Regions from separate parts of the Sus scrofa genome. Here region 1 is linked to region 2. Evidence: chromatin contacts called from public Hi-C data. All regions are on one chromosome and are shown on one strand. Each heading gives the region's core, a stretch centred on a gene start, on an enhancer-like site or on the middle of the called end of the contact. The rest is flanking DNA. Distances are from core to core; before and after follow the strand shown. Region 1 overlaps HDAC8 (histone deacetylase 8). Region 2 holds the start of CITED1 (Cbp/p300 interacting transactivator with Glu/Asp rich carboxy-terminal domain 1).

Region 1 (3,785 bases), core at 480-2,979, 240 kb before region 2:
CCAGTGGTGACAACACAGGATCCTTAACCCACTAGGTCACCAGGGAACTCTAATACATTTGTTAATATTAATGAACTGATATTGATATGATTCATAGTTTATTCACACTTTGTTATTTTTTGCCGAATGTCCTTCTTCTGTCCCAGGACCCCATGAAGGATACATTTTGTTGTCATGTCTCCTTAGGCTCCCCTAGACTGTGACATTTTCTCAGGCTTTCCTTGTTTTTGATGACCTGGACAAGTTTTGAGTAGAAGTGCTAGAAGTAATATTCAGTAGTATATATTTTTCAGTCTGTTTTATACATTTTAATGTTTTTCAGTCTATTTAAAGGCATCATTTCAAATAGCCTGAGACATGTAGGCTGTGTTTATTGTTCTTTTAAGCACCAATTTTTATAACAAATCTGAATAATTCCTGAAGCTGGTCCTTGCTAGAGCAGGGCAAGTATCTACAGCACTGGTGAATTTTTCTGAAACTGTGTGCACTTTGAGTAAGTCTTTCAATCTATTGTCCATGCTCACCAAACCCTTGCTGGTCTCATCTTTTCTCAGAAAACTTAAAAGAAAATTGAAGGTGCAAATTCAAAGTGTGTATCTAGAATTAACTGGTCTGACTTGCTCTATTTTTCTATACTTGATCTTAGCCAAAAGGCCAAGAAGCGATGACTTGCTATTTCTTCCTACTGTCTGAACTGTAGTGAGAGGCTTGTTCTCAGTTTTTCTGATTAAAAATAAGGACCAAGAATTCTGTGAGAAAAAAGAGGAAGGACTGAAAGTTAGATAGAGCCACATAGCTTTATCTTAATTTTCTACCTCAACTCGTCTTTAATATAAACTGTATTATCACTGAATTATCATTGAGTTTATTATTAAGATAAAACTCAGCTTTATATTTTTTCCATTATGTTTTCAAATATTTAATCCCACTACCCACACAGATTCTTATACAATCAATACCACTAAATTTAGTTGGAGTGCTAGTAAGCTACATTCACTTCCTAGCTAGTCTTTGCTAGAATTGGGTGGATTTTTCTTCTGAGAATCTTTCTTTTCCATGCCTTTTGTGTATTGTCTTTGGACTTTAGTAAGAAAATGGCTCTTTAAACTCTCTGGAGGCTGGGGGCAAATCAAGGTAAAGTGTAAATTGAGAGGAATTGAAATCACTAATCTTGCCTGATGTACTTTAATATAACAGTAATTATAGATCATACAAGGTGGATTGAGTCAAGTTGTAATTATGGACTTTATTCCAGACAACTAATAAAACTTCTCTAGGAGATTATTAGAATTTCCCCTAAGAGGTATCTCGAAGGTTGTTAAGGTCTCATTAATGCTTTGACCAGGAATTCCTTTCTATGTATTTCCTATAGGAGAGATATATACCTGTAAAGAAGGTGCCCCAATTAACTTTAGAGACTTCTGTTTGCCCTTCAAGGCTTATTTCATATAAACAATATCAATGTTTACTAAAAATTTCTCAGAATTGCATGCTAGCTGTAGGAAATGTGATGTAAATAGTTGGAATTCAAACATTTTACATGGAATAAAATTAATTATTGGGAGGGACAGTACAAATTATGAAACTTTTCAAATTATTCAGGTAAAGGTTTTTCCCACCATATTAGGTGGCAGCTTTGGAATGGGCTTAAGGTTTAACTCAGGTCATGGAGACTGAACAATTTATCTGTGTTAGTACTCAAGTGCATTTTTGTTTCTGACGAAGGTTGGTTTTCTCATAGGCAATGTCAGTGGCTATTTAGCTCAGGCAGTTAGAACACAATGCTAGTAGGGCCAAGACCAGGATTTTTGTCCTTGTACAAACCAGTTAGTTTTCACTGATGGTAGTGCTATTGGCCACACTATCTACTGGCTGTCCATCTCTTCAAAAGCATATCCTCGGATGCAAGGGAAGCCAGACTGGGGGATGCAGACTGGTAAGTGTAAATCTTTACCACCTTTGAGAAAAACAGTCCAAAGTCCCTTTTGCTGTAAAGACTGGGTCACCTGCACCATTTGTACTGGTTTGCCTCACTGTGTTGTTATGGGTACTCTAAAATGCAGAACTATGTCCATTGCTTTCTCTGTTTTATATCCTATTAGCTCAGGAAAGATTTTCATTCCATTGAGCACCAGACTGTGGGGTATATTTTTGGAAGCAAGTGTAGGTGTACCAGAGCCAAAAAAGGTTGGGAACAACTGTAGACAAACTGATCTCACTGTTCTTAGAGCTGCCAACTCTAGGCTTAGAGCCCTTAAAGTGGACTATAAATGTAGAGTAGGTGGTTGAAAGAAAATCCGTTATGTAGAACTAATTTCTGGTTTCCCACAATCAGGTGCATGTATTTTTGTGTGCCTGTTTTATGTGGTGAGAAGCAGGTGTGCACAAAGCTGATTTATTTAGCTCTGTTAATTTAAAACTGGGGTCTTAATGAAGGGAAAATTGTGACTTAGATAATTAGGATAGTTAGTACTTTGGATCTTTTACAAATGCCTTTATTTAAACTTATGATGATAACATTTCTGTCAAGGAGGTGTAGGTTAAGGTAGGAACTTTTTGATAAGTCAGAAAATGAAGCAGAGAGACCAAGGTCCTTCCTCAGTTTCTATCACTGAAACGTGGAAGTCTCTAAGAGGACTTGCAACTATGAAATCACATTACAGAAGGATTTCTGGTTTTTCAGTCTCCCTCTTTGACAGAGGAAACAATGGTGTTATAAATAAACACAGAAACTCTTGATCTGTAAAAGTCATTGAGTCAGTTCTCACAAGAGACAGCAACATGAACTGGCCGCAGGAGTAGTGAACAGGGTGTTAGAAAAGGGAGCCTACAGAAGAAATGACGAGGTTTGGACATTAAGCATGGAAACATCTGATTATATAATATGTTAACCAGTCATAAGCTATAATGACACAAGCTAGAATTTGTTCATTTTTCCTTCCCTGGATCATTATACTAAGCAGAGAAGAAAGGAAAGCCAATGTGTCCTAATAGTAATTTCAGCATTGTCTTAAACGTCCAAGTACAGGTGTACTCCAATTTAAGAAAATGTAAGAAATTAAACAAAAAAGCATGTTGCCAAATGGATAGATACAGGGATTGGATGGAGAACTCATTTTATAGAAGAAGCTTCACTATGACAGGATTCACCCACTGATTTCCTTAAATTAACGTTTCTGGTGAATTCAAGTTTGATTCGCAAAGAGTCAGTTATCGCATAACTTTTTATGAATATGTCTGCTACAAGTTTTAGCTTAGTAATACCATTTGTAAAATATGTATATTTTACAATAGAGTCTGTATACTAACATACAGAGCAGATTTCAATAATTTTATTTTCCTGATTTTTTGAAGCACTATATGACCTGTGTAGATTTACATGTAGGCCAAAGCATAAAAGCAGGATTATGAGCACTGTCTAGAGAGAAGAAGAGACATGATGGTACTAAGGGAGGATTAGAATTAGATGGGCAAGAGATATAAAAAGAAAAAAAAATTGAGAAATTTTGGCCATTTCCGATTTCTGGGAAAGCTATCTTGCTTTCTATCTCTGGTGTACCTTTTGCCTCTGACTAGTTAGTTGAAGTTTTCTCTCCTGCTGATCTCCTATAATCATTTCAGCTCTTAAACATAGAAATTATCCATAAGGGTACAAATAGCATCATTTGGTGAAGCAACAACAATAGAAGCACCAGTGACACATTCCAGGAATGATTAAGAGGTTCAATCAGCTAGTACTGGAAATGGGGGGGGAGTACCTTATTTGAAAGTAAGAATGCAACTTT
Region 2 (4,155 bases), core at 248-2,747:
CAATTGGCCTGGGAGCCATCCAATAGATGGAGGGCGGATCCGCTACCTCCCGGATCCGGAGCCTGCAGCGGAGACGCGGCCGTGGTTTCCAGACCCGCTCCAGAGCGGGGGTTGAGAAGGAGGAAAAGTCGGAGGTCCAAATTAGCAAAACAGAGTTCGAAAGTCCAGGGTCTCTCACATCAGGCAAACACCAAGATGGCTTGGGGGTGTATTTCACATGCAAACTCTGTAGGGTTTTAGGGTCCCGGCACATCCCGCCTTTTATCAGAAGGAAACCGGGCACTTTGTACAAAGTGAGAAAGTGCAGCCATGGTGTGTGGGATGTGGTTTGTGTTGGGGCGGGGTGAGGGGAAGGAATGGAGACAGCAAGGTAGCTTTGGAAGCTGGGGAATGGGTTTACCTGGTGTTCAGAGCCCTCAGCCCAGCTTCCTCTAGGCTTCAAGTAAGGGCCTTGATCTGTCCCTCTGTTTGCTCCCCATCTTTATGTTAAGTAAACCGGTCAGTCCAACAACAAACAGAACTTTGTTCAAAGAGCAAATGCAGGGGGTACTTAAGAGAGAGAGAGAAAGGGAAAGAAGGAAGGGAAAAAAGGAAAAGCCCTTTAGGTCTTCAAACCAGATTAAGAAAATAGAATACATAGTGAAAATAACAACATGACATTCCCTCCTTTTTTTCTTAACATCAGAACTTTTTTTTTAAGGACATGTTTTATAAACACTGGAAACTGAACAGCTGTTGCTGAAAGGGAGTTTGGTAGAAGGGTAATCCTGGTGGCCTTCTTGTAAGAGGTGAGATGGGAACTTGGCCACAAGGAGCATGAACTGAAAGAGAAGATTTGGATCTTTTTTTTCCAAAAAGATTTGTGAGATATCATCCTAACCCAAGAAAGATGTGCTCCTAATGCAAAATGTTATTCTTGTCACCTGGGAATGATTATATAATCATAATCAAATAACCTGGCATACTGGGAGGGCAGGAGGATTCCCGGGGAGTCCTGGGGCAAGCTCTTCATACCCTGTTGCCTGTTCTTGGCCTTTTGGCCGAGACTCGTGAGCTGCACCTGGCCCCACGATCCGAGACATTACCTCCACGTCGCAACCCGTCAGCCTCCTTCAGTCCTGGATGACCACAAGAGTGAATCCCTCGACCCCAACCACAGCTCAGGCCTTCGAGGAAAGCCACGGCTGCGGGCTGGATAGGCCCTGAAAGCGGATCTGCCCAGAATCTGGCAACTTTAAGGGAAAAGGGTCTCCCGCCTCCCAGCTTCGGCCCTTCAACCAGGGAGATGGTGCAGCCCAAAGGGGACAGACAGGCTCTGAGAAAGCCCTGCAGAAAACCCAAACCATGCTCCTCGAGCCCCCGCTCCGGGTGCGTCCCCCTCCCCCGGGTCATTTCCTGAACCTATAGCTCTCCCCCCAACCCCATGAAGCCTGCTCTGGCCACCCTCTAGATTTAGGTCAGAAAACAGACACTAACAGCTCTCCCTCGCCTCAGCGAAATTACTAAGTGGAATTTATTGGGCAAGTCCATGCAGGGCGGTGGGGAGAGACGGTGCCCCGGGCCCGGGCCCCCACTCGCTTTAGAAGCGCAGGCGTCGGCCGGGGACGCTGGGCTCAGGGTGCCCACGGCCTGGGCCCGTCAGCTGCACCTAGGGAACCGTGGCCGGTTCCCGGCGCAGCCGGACCCGCGGGGCTGCTCGGACTCCGTTCCCCAGCCGGCCCTTCGCTTTCACACGATCCGCGGTGACTGCACCAACTCGAGCGCCTTTAAAGGGCCACACACGCCAGCCGCCGCTATAAAATGTTCCCAGCGGCACAGCTGCAGAAGGGGCACCGCTGAGCTGCCGAGAGGAGGCTCGCTCCACCCGGCTGCCTGCCCACCGCCCGCCGGCGAAGGGCCGTTCCTGGCGAGGAGAAAGAGGGCAGAGGAAGGCACAGCACCCGCTCTGGCCCTCGGTGAGTATCCAGTTCAGATTTTGCCACCAACTCGCCCACGAGCCAGGACATGTGCTAATAATGCCATAAGCCGGTTATAAAGACGTGGAAATTGGGGGGAGCGAGAAAAAGGGGGGAAAGGGTCTGTCCTTCCTGGGATTCCTAGCCGAGGCCAGCCTGCTGCCGTGTGCGTGTGCGTCAGGGCTCTCCGGGCGGCAATGGGGGCTTGAGAGCCGGTTCCCCCGCGCCGGGAAGGGAGCGCGGTGGCCGCCACCGCCACCGCCTCGGAGTCAGGCGCCGAAGCTGCGGGCGGGCGGGCGGGCACGGGCGCGGGCCGGGGCTGCTTGGCGCGGCACGGTGCGGTGCGGTGCGGTGCGGCGGCGGCGTGGCGCGGCGGTGCGGGCTTTTCCCAGGCGCCCCGGGGTCGGGTGGCACTGAGCGCGACCGGCTCGCGGCGGCGGTGGCGGCGTGCGTGCCAGGGGCTGGGGGCTCCGCCGCTGCGCCCGCGGCTCACCCGGCTCCGCGCTTCCCTCTCCCCAGGGCAGGCGGCTCCACGGAGGTAAGCCGGGCCGCCGGGCTGGGCGCTGGGCTGGGTGGCGGGGCCAGAGACTCCAGTGGAGCAGGCGCAGGGAGCGGGCGGCGAACGGGCGGGCCGGGGGGCTCTGGGAGACTTGTTTTCTGTTTGAAAGCTGCTCTGCTGGGGGCGGAGGGGCCGCCCGCCCGCCCGCCAGCCAGCGAGCCGGTTCGCTCGCCAGCGCGCCCGCCTGCCGGCCAGTCGGGCCGGGCGCCCGCTTCTCCTGGGGAGACGGCAGCACCTTTTCTCCCTGCGCCCGCGCTTTCTCCAGCTTGGCTTCAACCGACTTTGCTAATCGCCCGGACCGCATCTGGACGCTCCGGCTCCGGGGCTGCACAAAGCTCAGGTTTCCTTTGGGGGCTGGAGGCGAGAGGGGCTTTTCGGGCCGAGTTTCAGCGGAATTGCGGGATGGAAGTTAGCGAATTCGGGCAACTTGCCTCTACTACCGGGTCGACCTCTGCTCTCCCCCACACTCACGCCCACACACACACGCACACCCACGCACACACCCCTCTCCCTATAAACGCCGGCGGCGGGGCCGGGCAGAGCACGGAGTCCCTGCCTTGCCGAGCGCCGGACTTGGAGGCAGACAGACCTGGCCGCGAATCCCAGCTCCGCCACTTTTTAGCGCGGTGACCTTGGGCAAGTTACCGAACCTCTCCGAGCCTCTCACTCTTCTCAAAGCGGGGTGATAGCACTGACCATAGGCGGCTTGGCTAGGGGATAGGATCAGCCCGCGGCCAAGTCGGGTGCTCAGCGGGCGCTCAGTAAGTGTTGGTGAGGCGCGGGAGTGGCCGCAGCAGGCGCCGGAGTGCGCCCCCGCGCGCGGCAACACCGCGGGGCCCCAAACTCGCCGCGGAAGCCGAGACCCCGCGCCCCTCCCCGCTGGTCCATCTTGTCTCTACGATCGGTTCCTGATGCGGCACGCGGGAACGGACGCTCGGGGCCCTGGTGGCCTGGGTGCTAGCGTCTACCGTGCAGGGATGCTCCCAGCCGCCCCCAGTTTCGGCGGCTCCACCTGGGATGTGGCGAGGAAGGCGGCCGAGCTGTCCGCCAACAACGGGCCTTTAGTTTTCAGGTGGCGGAACTGACTGGTCTGGTTAGAGCGCATCCAAGCCAAGCCGCAGTACTGTTTGGATTTTTAAATTTCTCCTTCTGAGTGAGAAAATAGCAATCGAGATGGAGCCATCCGGTTGGTGCCATTTTAACTTTTGGTCCCCCAACAGGTCAAAGACGCGGCCCTCCCCACCTGTCTCTCCCTTCTCTTCTTCCTCTCCCCTTCCCATCCCCATCTAGGCGGGAGGGGGCTGCTGGCCCACGGGAAGGTCTGTGACGAAGGGCGGGCGGCGGGACCGGGAACTGGTGGCCAGGGCCGCGAGGCACCGGCGGGTGAGGAGGCACTTGTTGCTCTGGGTTGCCCAGCCGCTTCTTGCAGCCGTTTCGCAGTGGTCAGCTCGCGGCTGGCAGAGCGCGTTGGGACGTTTCTGCACTGCCAAGTTTTGCCTCCTAATGGGCTGGGTGACACCGGCGAGACAAAATCGGGGAAGCAGGGGCAAGGATTCCGAGCTAAATGCTACTGCGTCTTCAGACGGATCCAACAACACTTACTGAGCGCCTATGGAGCACAGACCCAGGCCGGGGGGTCAG

What was found. Hi-C and Micro-C count contacts between places; a contact is called where the count stands out from the background.
Region 1: a contact with region 2 is called in a Hi-C map of epiblast stem cells, with 2.9 times the contacts expected there. The contact joins the enhancer-like site here to the promoter of CITED1 in region 2. A contact is called at or near these places in 3 of 5 promoter capture datasets (fetal liver, fetal skeletal muscle and liver), 5 of 47 Hi-C or Micro-C datasets (embryonic fibroblasts, epiblast stem cells, fetal heart ventricle and 2 more) and 1 of 2 datasets of contacts at active chromatin or transcription factors (skeletal muscle).

What each region holds. Positions count from the first base shown.
Region 1 is chrX:58,421,510-58,425,294 of Sscrofa11.1, reverse strand. The region is part of intron 4 of HDAC8 (histone deacetylase 8); the gene reads left to right. Among named protein-coding and RNA genes, the nearest start is that of HDAC8, 27 kb to the left of the region's middle. Within about 2 kb of position 1,729, at least 2 of the 83 cell types and tissues checked have an H3K27ac peak or open chromatin away from gene starts, as enhancers often do.
Region 2 is chrX:58,182,120-58,186,274 of Sscrofa11.1, reverse strand. CITED1 (Cbp/p300 interacting transactivator with Glu/Asp rich carboxy-terminal domain 1) reads left to right here and starts at 1,497. Exons shown (of 3, transcript NM_001037964.1): 1 at 1,497-1,955.